Linked DNA regions of Capra hircus: region 1 is linked to region 2. The links are chromatin contacts, called in public Hi-C maps. All regions are on one chromosome and are shown on one strand. The core of a region is the stretch at or near the end of the contact, and the rest is flanking DNA. Distances in the headings are between cores, read along the strand shown.

What was found. Hi-C and Micro-C count contacts between places; a contact is called where the count stands out from the background.
Region 1: a Hi-C map of liver shows a contact between it and region 2, with 5 times the contacts expected there. The contact joins the enhancer-like site here to the promoter of PSMC1 in region 2. A contact is called at or near these places in 2 of 5 Hi-C or Micro-C datasets (blood and liver).

What each region holds. Positions count from the first base shown.
Region 1 is chr10:1,559,405-1,565,709 of ARS1.2, reverse strand. TDP1 (tyrosyl-DNA phosphodiesterase 1) reads left to right here. Exons shown (of 16, transcript XR_001918634.1): 6 at 1,436-1,470. Among named protein-coding and RNA genes, the nearest start is that of TDP1, 18 kb to the left of the region's middle. Within about 2 kb of position 3,514, at least 1 of the 5 cell types and tissues checked has an H3K27ac peak or open chromatin away from gene starts, as enhancers often do.
Region 2 is chr10:1,349,021-1,355,821 of ARS1.2, reverse strand. PSMC1 (26S protease regulatory subunit 4) reads left to right here and starts at 1,569. Exons shown (of 11, transcript XM_018053846.1): 1 at 1,569-1,618; 2 at 5,452-5,505; 3 at 6,546-6,642. The coding sequence starts at 1,616.

The DNA.
Region 1 (6,305 bases), core at 2,265-4,764, 210 kb before region 2:
CTTTAGGATGGACTGGTTTGATCTCCTTGCAGTTCAAGGGACCCTCAAGAGCCTTCTCTAACAGCGCAGTTCAAAAGCATCAGTTCTTTCGCACTCAGCCTTCTTTATGGTCCAGCTCTCACACCCATACATGACTGCTGGAACTACTGTGTACAAAGTAGAGGACCAGCAAGGGCCCACTGTGTCGCACAGGGAGCTATACTTGGTATTCTGTGGTGATAACCTGTGGGGGTAAAGGCCGAGAGAGCGTGTGTATCTATACACACACACACAGACTGTGCACGCATATGTACACAAAGGAGCAAATAGAACTGGACCGCTTTGCTGCGCTCCTGACACTAACGCAAGATTGCAGGTCATCTCTTCTTCGATTAACAGCAACAAGCACATGAATTACGCCTTCCTGCCGACTCTTCCATGGCCAGGCCGGCACGCTGCTCTGAGACTCCAAACCCTGAGATTGTGCGGGTGGAGGACGCGGCCACCTGTCCGTGAGCATCGCCTGTGTGCTGTCGCTGCCCCGGCCGACGGGCCGTCCGGAGAGGGCGGGCGGGCTGCACTCCGACCTCGGCAGCACTTGCTTCCGTTTGCAGAGCGCTTAGCCCATGCGGCTCCTTTTCCTGACCATTTAAGTGTGCTCTTCCGCTTTGTTCCTGACAGCTCCCGGAATCTCTTAGCAATGCTCTGATTTCAAAGAGGAGAAAGACAGGTTTAGCGAGTCAAGTATTTTTCCAAAGTTATACAAAGCTGTGAAGAAAGGACTTGTCTATACACCGAATTCCTAGCTACTAAGCCATTTTTGACGTCTCTATTTAACTTTTTCATCTTGAGGCATATTCTGCTTAATTAAGGTCTTGCAATACCAGATGTTAGATAAAATGTTTTACTCCCTTGCCTACCCCCCAGTTGGTTTGTAAAATTATCATTTTGTAACATGAAAATGGATATAACGTATTATCTTTACTTTGAACACTTGCTGTGTTAAAAATACAAGAAAACTTTTGCTTTAGCATCATCATGTCTCCATATCACCAGCACTTTCAATGTTTCTTTAAAATATGCTTGGAAAACTTACTGGATGTACTTGTATGAGCCAAATATCTGATTTTAAAACTTTGCGTAAAATCTCATTTTTTTTGCTAGTTTTCTGACAACTAAAGAAATTCTGCTTCTCGCTTCTAATTACCGTAATTAAAAATGCAGTATGTATTGAATCATTCTGGGTAACTTAAAAAAAAAGTATTTAAATAAGCCTCACTGGATGCTGTTATTGTAAAAGCTGTCTTGGTGATGAAGGGCTTGCCCACTAGAGGGCAGTAAAAACTTTAAAAAAAATTGACCTGAATCTCTCTCTTAATTTTGTTTTAAATAAATACCGGTATTGTTGAGGTTTGTTTGTTTGTTTTTAATGACTTGACCTCTTTTTTTATCCTAGGCAAAGTTGGATATTGCATTTGGAACACATCACACGTAAGCAATTTTTATGAAATGGGGGAGAATATGAGTTTAAAAGATCGAATGATGCTCTTCAGAAGTCGCTCTCAAAAGGGACTCACGTGTGACGATTTTGTTGAGGGGAAAGCTGTAAGTTAGGAAGTAGAGGGGATGGAGTTTTTCCTAACAGTCTTAAGACCAAGTACCAGGAGCTGAAAGTCTGGATCTGTGGAACTGGCCTGGGCCTGGCAGTTGTATCTGTGATGTGGTTTTCCACTCTCTGCTCAGGACTTTCCCTACAGCCCCCCCGGGGGTGTGCAGGTGGGGTTAGGTTGTGGTCCATGGTCCTGAGTGGCTGTAGACATGGCCATCACATGCCTGAAGATTCCACTGGTGTAAAGAAAGCCTTGTGATTTTTGTCAGATTCTAAGCTGCAGCAAATAGAACATTGTTCGGTCAGCTCTGTGCTGTGAATAAAAGAAAAACTATTTTGCAAGAAGTTGTCAGCCTAAGAGACTGGTACCTGTCCCTGCTTTTAAGACATCTCAGAAAATTCTCGTAGGGCGGTGTCTGAGGCGGTGCAAGCTGTAGGCGGGAGAACCTTTTCTCTTCCTATGGGACACGTACCAGCCTGACCCACGTTCTGGTTGCATCTTAAAACTTTCATGGAGCTCTTGTACATAACTGGTTCTCTAGCTGAGAAAATACGACATGGTTGCCTGCCTTTCTGTGTTTTTATAAACCAGATTTATCTGAAATGTGTCACACTCTGAGTGTGACAGCCTCGTCTTGCTTCTGGGCCAGCAGTGGAAACAGGTCTGCTGCTTCAGGCTTGTCCCTTTGGGCACCTGTTCCTCCTGTTCCTAAGGCAACAAGGAAGCTCGTGGGCGGAAGTGTTGGCCCAAGTCTTGTAGTGACCACTGTTTTCCTGATATGCCAAAAATGAGGGCCTGCGTTCATCATTTGCTTTGTAAGCTTAAAGCTATATTTTGCCAGTCTGATTTCAGAAAGGAGCCAGAGCAGAAAGCCGCGAGCAACTTTGTGAAAGGATGCCTATCCACCCACATCTGGGTTTAGATGCTGTTGTGTAAACATTGCCACGTTTACCGACCGCGCCTAATTGGTAGCCTCACTGTAATGGAGGGGTTGAGGGTTGTTGAGAGGGATCTCAAGCACCTATGTCGCTGGGGAATCAATTGTCCTTTACGTGGCGTAGAGCTCACAGAAGGCTAATTTCAGCCCAGGATACAAACAGCACTGAACAGACGGGACAGGCGTCTTGGGCGCCTGCGGCTTCTCCACGGGAGACGCTGGAGGGCGGCAGCAGTCAGCTGTCCTGGGTCGACATTCTGTCCGGAAAGGGTCCCACTGGATGGACCCTTGTCCCCCACCCTTAGCTGGAATTCAGCCTAAATACCTTCCTGATTCGGAAATACATTCAGCAAGCCCTGTCAGTCGTGTGGATCCTGGTTCGCTAGGCCTGCAGTGCTGGGCCCCTTCGTCGGACGCACATTCCAAGCCGGCAGTCAGCTTTTCTTGGGCGCATTCACACTGCACACTTAACTGTGTTACCAAGTAGCCTTGGGAGAGCCTGGGGCCGGGAGGGACTGAGTGCTGGGCTGGCCTCGGTCTGACACAGTAACACACGAGGCAGTGGGGCTCTCCTTTTCTTTTTCTTCCAAAAAACTGCTTGGCCTTTTGTCTTCATCTTACGGACGAGAGCCCCCGAGTCAGGAGGCAGCTGTCCGCCAGTGAGTGCTGGAGATAGGGCTAGGCCTGCTCGTTTTCACTCAGGTTCTCAGTGGACTTTGTGTGTGTGTGGTTTTTTTTACTTTGTTTTTTAAAGTTTTTTATGTTATCTTTTTTTAGTTTGAATCTTTTTTATCTTGGCCGCGTGGGCTGCAGGACCCGTGTCCCCTGTGGTGGGCGTGCGTCCTAACCACTGGGCCGTCAGGGGGTGCCCCTAATTCACTTGTTGCTTCCTCACTTCTAATGCTGTCTGCTTCCTGTGGTCCACCCCCCGGCCACACACACACCCCCCCGCCCCCCGCCCAGAGACGCACACTCTGGAAGCCCGCTCCTCCTTTCCCGCCACCACAGGCATGTTGCGGGTTAAGCCCAGGAGGGCTCCTCGTGCCGAGGGGCAAGTGCCGGGGAAGTGACGGCGGCAGAGCCACCCCTCCCCCGTAGCGTGCGCAGCTTGCACCTTGTTAAGTGCCAGTATCTTGTAGGAGACTGAGCTCATGTCTGGAGATTACTTCCACTTGCTCACTTTAAAATGTGCTAAAACTTATTCATTAAATATCTAGTATGCTCTTGAAGCCCAGCTCGAGGGGATATGACGCGTTTGAGATGGGCCGAACTCTGTACTTGCAGCTTTCAGCCTTTGGGTGAGAGAGGCAGACAGACATAAACTAGGAATGGCGGAAGGGCCTCCAGCTCCTGGAAATGTGCGGCCCCCCACAGAGTGTGGCTGCTGCGGTGACTCCGCAGGGCCTCTGGGGTCGCGGTCTTACCCACACCTGTGTCGCAGAGGATCTGCAAGTGACCAGATGCAGCCACGTCCTCCAGGAGCTCATGGTCATCTTGGCGACAGAGAACGCGCTCTGTCTGTGTTTCCCAGATGCCCTGCCATCCTGGGACATAGCTCATCGGGCTTTCTGGTGGCCCCCAGAGCTGGGAACAAAGGCACCTCTCAGGCCCCTGAGAATCCACAGAGGGGAGAAGCATCAGATACAGCCGGTAGCAGGGCGCAGAGCCCAGGCTGGGCCTCCTGCCCCGCCAGGCGGTAGCGAGGCCTCCCGCTTCCCCTCGGGGTGCGGTCCCCTCTCACCTGGGCTGCCCTGGCCCAGCCTCGCCCGCCCCTGCCCAGAAGCGTGAAGGAGCTGCAGCCCAGCCCCACTGGGGAAGCTGTGCCCAAGGAGCGCTGTGCGCAAGACGTGTGGTCCCAGTACGCGCTGCTTCTGGCTCACGTGGGACCCTGGATGGTGCGCGTGGCCTCTCCCAGCCATGGCGTCTGCCCTTGGTCACGAAGTGGGAATGGTCGTGCCTCTGGATAGCTGGGGTTAGCGTGCTAGCATTAGGTGCCTGGCACACAAATTGCTGTTGTTCAGTCACTAAGTTGTGTCTGACTCTTTGTAACCTCATGGACTGCAGCACACCAGGCTCCTCTGTCCTCCACTATCTCCTGGAGTTTGCTCAAATTCATGTCTGTTGAGTCAGTGATGCCATCCCACCTTCTTATCCTCTGTCGTCCCCGTCTCCTCCCACCTTCGATCTTTCCCAGCATCAGGGTCTTTTCCAATAAGTCAGCTCTTCGCATCAGGTGGCCAAAGTATTGGAGTTTCAGCTTCAGCATCAGTCCTTCCAGTGAATATTCAGGACTGATCCCCTTTAGGATTGACTGGTTGGATCTCCTTGCCGTCCAAGGGACTCTCCAAGAGTCTTCTCCAACACCACAGTTCAAAGCATCAATTCTTCGGCGCTCAGCCTTCTTTATGGTCCAGCTCTCATATCCATACCTGACTACTGGAAAAACCATAGCTTTGACTACGTGGACCTCTGTTGGCAAAATAACGTCTCTGCTTTTTAACACGCTGTCGAGGTTTGTCATAGTTTTCCTTCCAAGGAGCAAGTGTCTTTTAATAAATGCTCCACAGATATTAACTTTTTTTCCCCTGTTAGGGAGCAGCTTCAAATGTGAGAAACATTGCTTTTGCTGCCTACAAGCTTACTAGATAATATGCAGGTCAGCATTCCTCCAGAGAGACCTCATTTTGTGTGTTTTTATCCGTTTTTAACTCTGACCTTCTTGGGACACGCCACTTGGTCTATGAAAAGATGAACGTGGCTCCCCTTAGAGCAGGTCTCGGTGCAGATCAATAGGGTTCGCTGACATCAGTGTGTGATTTTCCCTGTAAATGATGCCTTGACTAATGGAAATATTTGTAAAACTTACATCGTGAATTCATAACTGGCTTACTGTTAATTACAACTAGCTACTAATTTGGTGACTGTGTATGTAAATTTGTCGAGGTTTCAGGGAGCACATCTCGTAAGTGGGAAGAAGATTGTCTCAACAGCTGTCTTTCTCCAGCTTTGCATTAATTTACTGTTTGCCAGCTTAGATTAAAATTTTTTTTTTTTTTGGCAAGAGTTAAATCTTATTCTGATTTTATATGCCTTTGTATGTTTTTAATGCTAACTCCATTCAATCTCAGTAGTATTCAGGTGGTGGTTTTTTGAGTGGTTCCTTTTTTTCCCCAGGTGTAAACTGGCTTACATCAGTAAACATTAAAGAGCATTTTGGCCTCAGTGGAAATAAAGCAGAGTTACTGCCTTGAGTAAATGTCTAGCTGGGTGTGGAGGAGAGAATTTAGGTTCCTGAAATAATTAGAAAACCATCAAGAGGCCGAGAATTATCTCGTAGCAGATGATGAAGTAAAGCAGGGCGCTGAAGCATAGAGGGAACGCACACACGGAACGCTTTGCTGCTGCTGCTGGCGCTAAGTCGCTGCAGCCGTGTCCGACTCTGTGCGACCCCGTAGACGGCAGCCCACCAGGCTCCCCCGTCCCTGGGATTCTCCAGGCAAGAGCACTGGAGTGGGTTGTTATTTCCTTCTCCAGTGCATGAAAGTGAAAAGTGAAAGTGAAGTCGCTCAGTCGTGTCCCACTCTTAGCGACCCCATGGACTGCAGCCCACCAGGCTCCCCCGTCCATGGGATTCTCCAGGCAGGAATACTGGAGTGGCTGGCATTGCCTTCTCCGCACGGAACGCTTTAAGTTAAGCAAAATGGGTGTTGCGTTTCGTTGTCACAGCAGGCCTGTAAAGTGAACGGAGGATTGATCCTGCATGTTGCGAGTGAGGAACT
Region 2 (6,801 bases), core at 320-2,819:
CGGCCTCTTCCACTGTTCTTTTTTAAATAAAAGATGGAGTGTATTGTGGAGAGAGATTCTCAACTGCTGGTTTCTTCCTATACGTTGATGGCTGTCAGCTGAGTGAACACGGGAGTCCGTGATGGGGAGAAAAGAGAGGACCAGGTTTGCTCTGTGTTAAGAAGGACTTCCTAGTGAATATCCTCCAGAATAACTTGAGACTTTTAGCCCACGTTCTTCAAACGTGATGCCATCTCAGGAACACAACGCTTCTTCAGATTACACACAGATTGCCTAGACATTCTGCACAACTCTGGAATCGTTTTCAGCGGTCATGAAGGGAGAGCCGTCTTGCCCCTACCTATCACATCATTTCATACGCGAAGAGGATGCCAGATTTGTTCGTGGAGCCGGACAGTATCAACACTTTCCATTACAGCGTTTTAGTGGTGATGAAATGGAAAGACTCATTTCCTGTTGTGTGTTAGATAAATATTTTTAGTGTTTCAAAATTGGGCAGGGAGGGGTTTGCGGGACAGATCAGACAAATCCATCTCTCCAGCTCAGCGTTTTGAACACCTGCTATGGAAGTTTCTGGAGACTAAAAGGCTGCTTGCCATCTTTATTTTGTTTTTTAAAGGCTGTTTTGAATGTTACAACACTGCTTCTGTTTTATGTTTTCAATATTTTTGGCAGGGTGGCATGTGGGATCTGATGCTGAAGCTGAAGCTCCAATACTGTGGCCACCTGATGCGAAGAGCTGACTCACTGGAAAAGACCCTGATGCTGGGAAAGACTGAAGGTGGGAGGAGAAGGGGACACAGAGGATGAGATGGCTGGATGGCATCACCAATGAGATGGACATGAGTTTGAGTAAACTCCAGGAGCTGATGATGGACAGGGAGGCCTGGTGTGCTGCAGTCCATGGGGTCACAAAGAGTTGGACATGACTGAGTGAGTGAACTGAATGAGGAATCTTATTTCGTCAGCATTGGAAGGGAGTCTTGGCCCCTGGACAGCCAGGGAAGGCCCAGATTTGTTTCTTTCTGATGTCCTGATGGATGTAATAAATAAGGATACAAACCTGGGGCAAGATGAGGACTTTTAAGACATTTGGCATTTTGACCAGATGTCACAAGGCATCAGGAAAAAAACAAACCACCAGATTCAGAGGCTTCATGAGACAGCTTCTCAGATGAGCAGATTAATTCCAGAGACCAAATCAGACGCGAAATGCTGGTGCAAAAGTGTATGCCAACCTCGCGGTTCCAAAGACCACTCTGGTTCCTGGAGAAGTTAAGGCAAGGTCTGTTTAATTCTGGCCTCTTTAAAATTGTTTATATCTTCACAATTGCCTTTGACAGTCGAGGTCATTGTCTTAACTTGTTGACAATAACCTAATAACTGCGATTTAAACATTTTTTTCAAGTGAAAGTTCAATAAGGCCCGCGTCTCGCTTGGGAGTCCGAGCATCACCGCCCGTCCGCTCGCGCAGACCCAGAGGGCGCAGCCGATCCTCGCGAGATTTGGCCCCTGGCGGCTTCCGTGGCGTCGCGGCAACTTCCGCCCCTGACGCTCCGCCCTGGCGGCGCACTTCCGGCGGCGGCGGCGGCGGCGGCGGGAGCGGCGGGGCGAGATGGTGAGTGACTAAGGGCTTCGGCCGGCCGTGGCGGTGGGTGCAGGCGGCCCGCGGCAAGGGAAGCCGGCCGCCGCCGGAGGCACCGGGCCTGCCCGCCCCGGTCTCCGGGGAGGCACGAAGGCGCCTGGGGAGCGCGTCGAGGACCTCGGCGGGCCGGCCGGCCTTTCCCCGGGCCCGGGGCTCGGCGCCGGGCGGGCGGCGGGGCGGCTCGGCCGGGCTGGCTTTGTCCCTTTCCGGGTCGGCGCGGGGCGTTTCGGCCGCAGCCTCCTCGAGCCACGGGGCCGAGCGCTCGGGGCCGCGCGGCGGAGGGGGCGGTGGGAGCGGGTCGTAGGGGCCGCGCGGCGCGGGGGCGGTGGTCGGGCGCGTCGGGGCGCTCGGAGCGGACGGCCCTCGGTGCCTCGCTTGGCTCGCGATGGTTCCTTTGCTCCCGGTTGATGCCGCTCTTTGGTGGGGGGCGCGGGGGGGTGGTCCAGGCTCCGCTCCAGGCGCTGCACACACAGGGCGGGCACGACTGACCCAGTCTTGGTCTCTTGAAGCTTGCATTCTCTAGAAGGCAGGTTAGAGAGACAGAGGAGTATGTGCTACTGTGACGGGGCGGGACGGGGGCGGCGAGTGGCCTCTGCTGTGGCTGCTCTGTGCCAGGGCGGGAGAGGTGGCTGTTTCAGCCAGGGCGTCAGCGAACCTCGGTGAGGCGGGGAGGCCTGAATCCGGTGAGAGGGGAGCCGGTGCAGATACCCTGGTCCTGGGAGGACTGGATGCAAGGGCTGAGGGGGGAGAGGCTTGGTCTGTGTGGTGAGCAGCAGCGGGCTCCACCGCAGACTCAGGCAGGCCTTGGAAGCACTTTGGGTAGCAGTATTCTGGGCCTGACGAGCACATGGGAAGTACTTTTCCAGCATTTGCTGGTAATTCTTCTCAGCAGTCCCTGGAGGTAATTATTGTTATCCTCAGTTTACCAAGGAGGAACCTGAGGCGGGGCCCGCGGGTGCGCTGCCCTGGGCTAGCGGCCCGTGCAGTAGAGGAGCACGGACGCTGGGGTCCAGAGGCCGGGAGCGTGCTGTCTCTCCGACCAGCTCTGTGACAGCTGGCAAGTCACTTAACCTCTCTGAGCCTCGCTTCCTTCTCTGTAAACTAGGGTGATGATCGCGGCGACTTAGTCGGATCTGTTTGTTGAGCACAGCGCTTGCTGTTCAGTATGATACGTATAGTTACTTGAGGCTGAGAAACATCGTGTGAGTGCCCCAGACATGGAGAAGTGGGGGACTGACTCGGGGAAACGTCCTCCGGTGGGGCCAGACCTGGAGGGTCATGGGACGGGTAGACAAACCTGGGAAGGGTTAACTGAAGCCAGTTTGGCAAGGGCCAGGTGTGCCAAGCTTAGAGAGTTTGGACATTAGGCCATAAATGCTAGGGGTCAGTTGAAGGTTTCTGAGGCGATTCAGAGGGTCAGCTGTTTGTTGTAGAAGGTGATATCCGAATGGGTGAGGGAGGAGACTAGACCTGGAAACCTCCGCTGGGAGACAAGCGGTCCAGTAAGATAAGGTGGCCTGGACAGAGCCAGAGATGGGGGGACAGGAGAGGGGGGACCGGAACCAGGATGGACTTTAAACAGAGATGGGGGGACAGGAGGGGGGACCTGAACCAGGATGGACTTTAAACAGAGATGGGGGGACAGGAGGGGGGACCTGAACCAGGATGGACTGTAAGCAGAGATGGGGGGACAGGAGAGGGGGGACCGGAACCAGGATGGACTTTAAACAGAGATGGGGGGACAGGAGGGGGGACCGGAACCAGGATGGACTGTAAGCAGAGATGGGGGCGGAGGCCTGAGCAAGAGCGGATTTCGTTTTGGAGCCCTGAGGAGGTCCTGATGGTAACATTTCTTATTCAGCAATAACATTGTGTTGGTGAGAGGTACTCTGAGTCAGGCAAACGAGACGTGGGTTCACGTCCGTTAGTCACCTTCAGCAGCATAGAAAAACTAATGTCATCCCTACTTTCCAGTTAGGGCGCCCGGGCTCAGAGAGGCGACTTAACTTCCCTGAGGCCACATAGACTGCTAGGAATGAAGGCGGAATTCAAACCTGGATGCATTTATTTCCGTAGCCCGTGTTCTTAGGTGCATTGCAATTCCTCATCTAGAAAGTAGTGATAATGAAACCTACCTTGAAGAATTGTCTGGTGTAAATATGATAGTGAAGGAAAATGTCTTGTACAGACTTAGGCACGTAATGAACACACCACAAACAGTAGCTGCCCCAGCAACAGCGCGTTCCCTTAGGGGTGCGAAGCGAAGCCGCTCAGTCGTGTCCGACTCTTTGTGACCCTGTGGACTGTAGCCTGCCAGGCTCCTCTGTCTATGGGATTCTCCAGGCAAGAATACTGGAGTGGGTTACCATTTCCTTCTCCAAGGGATCTTCCCTACCCAGGGATCGAACCTGGGTCTCCAGCATTGGAGGCAGACGCTTTAAACTCTGAGCCAGATTGTTAAAGGCCTGTAACTTGGACGGCTAATTGTGTTTCCCCAAATTTCTCAGAGCCCTTAATTACCTTCTTCATAAGAAAGTGCAAAGTTTTTAGAATCTTGCAAATGGGGAAATAGATTTGACTTTAATCCCTTTAGGGGATCGCTTTGTCTGGACAGTGAAGCTGGCGATCTGGCTTACTGGTGCCTGTGCGGGAGTGATTTGAGGGGGCTGAGAGGGCCCTCTGATCAAGTAAATTCACTATTGCTTATTTAAAATGCTGTTGTTTCTGAGACCTTGCTCTGTGTAAGACATTGTCCTATAACCGAAGGGTCTGTTTTAAAATCAGAAATCTTCCTGAACTTACTAATACACTACGTTCTTGATAGCTTAAGGTGATTCAGCTTTTTAAATTGGGAAGAAGGACCTACCTGAGTGCCCCAGAGTTTAGGGATGGGTGCTATTTAAGCTGCCAATGAAAGGAGAGTCTCCTGAATCTTGGTGTGTCCTTAATGAGGAGTCAGTGATGACACGTGAGTGTTGAATAGGTTAAATGACGCAGCTCTCGTCATGGCCCAGGTTCGTACTCTTGGTGGCCCTAGCCAGGTAGTTTCATGTTAGAAAATGTCCGGCTCTATACCTTCCCCTCAAGAAGGGATGGTTAGGGTCTTGGTCTCATGACACGTTGTGTGTGCCTGCGTGCTAAGTCACTTCGCTTGGACTGTAGGCTGCCAGAGTCCTCTGTCCACTGGATTTTCCAGGCATTCTCCATGGAGTGGGTTGCTATGCCCTCCTCCAGGGGCTCTTCCCAACCCAGGGATCGAACCTGTCTCCTGCATCGGCAGGCAGGCCCTTCACTATTAGCTCCATCTGGGAAGCCTTATCACATATTGCACCCTTTTCTTAACAGAGTTGTCCCCGATTTAAGATGCAGTCTGGCAAGGTGCAGCACCGATCTACCAACAGCTTTTCGGGAAAAAAATCTGCCTCGTTGGATTTACACATCGACTGCAGGGTGTCCCTTGAGTTCAGAAACGTTGAAGTGAGGGGGGGTGTTAGTGTCTCAGAGTCACAGGAGGATGAGGGTTTTTGGAGTGATGCTGTTCTAAATTTGTGTTTTTATTGCTTAGTCACTAAATCGTGTCTGACCCTTTGAGATCCTGTGGACCGTAGCCCACTAGGATCTTCTATCCTTGGGATTCCCCAGTCATGAACACTGTAGTAGGCTGTTATTTCCTTCTCCAGGGCATCTTCCTGACTTAGGAATCAAACACGCGTCTCCTGCATTACAGGTGGATTCTTTACCGCTGAGCCACCAGGGAAACCCCCCCAGAATTTTTTTTTAATGCTCTGCTTAAATTTTTTTTTCAGGGTCAAAGTCAGAGTGGTGGTCACGGTCCTGGAGGCGGCAAGAAGGATGACAAGGTAACTAAGTGTGAAGCCAGATGTCTGTGATGTGAGTAAATTGTGGGGAATGTCAGCTCTCAGCCGAGAAGTTCTTCGGGAATTCAAATACCCTTTTCCTGTTTTATAAAAGATTATTGACCATCAAGTGGGTATTAATGAATTAATAATTTTTAGAGGTGTAAAAGTAATAACATTCCAGAAGTGTTAAATTGTCTGTGATTTTAGCGTTTAATGTCCTTACGTGTGAAAAGTTGTGTCAGATTATTTAACTCCAGCTTCTGGCATGTAACTTTGAACTCTGACCTCTGTTCCTTATTGAATGATCTATTCAGTTTAGTCACTCAGTCGTGTCCGACTCTCTGCGACCCCATGGACTGCAGCACGCCAGGCTTCCCTGTCCACCACCAACTCCCAGAGCTTGTTCAGACTCATGTCCATCGAGTCAGTGATGCCATCCAACCATCTCATCCTCTGTCGTCCGTTTCTCCTCCTGCCTTCAATCTTTCCCAGCATCAGGGTCTTTTCCAGTGAGTCAGTTGTTCGCATCAGGTGGCCAAAGTGTCGGAGTTTCAGCCTCACCATCAGTCCTTCCAATGAATATTCAGGACTGATTTCCTTTAGGATGGTCTGGTTGGCTCTCCTTGCAGTCCAAGGGACTCTCAAGAGTCTTCTCCAACACCACAGTTCAAAAGCATCAGTCTTCGGTGCTCAGCTTTCTTTATAGTCCAGCTCTCACATCCATACATGACCACTGGAAAAACCATAGCCTTGACTAGATGGAGAGTAGTCAGCAGAGTAATATCTCTGCTGAATGGTCTCATTAGTGTGTATTATATATTTTTAAAAAAAGATAATCATGTTCACACATAAAAATTGAAAGACTGAAAAACAGATATTCTTGTTTATTATTTTTTTAAGGACCGTTTTTAATAACATCCTAAAAGACAGGGAAAATTATATCACCTGGAAATAGATGACAGTCCTGCAGAAATAATGTTTGTGTTTTAATATGGTCTCTGTGATTTTTTTTTTTTCCTATGGTGTTCTGAAAACCCAAGGACAAGAAAAAGAAATATGAGCCCCCTGTGCCAACTCGAGTTGGGAAGAAGAAGAAGAAGACAAAGGGGCCAGATGCTGCCAGCAAGCTGCCCCTGGGTAACGATGTGGTTCCAGTTCCCGGGGGCGCCGTCTCTGTGTTCAGCTTAGGGGCGGAGTGTGGACAGACAGGAAGTAGCGTGTGGTTGAAGCTCCCGGCCTGTGACTGTGTGTGGCATTCTCTAGGTTGGAATAAAAGCTATATTTTAGTTTTAACAG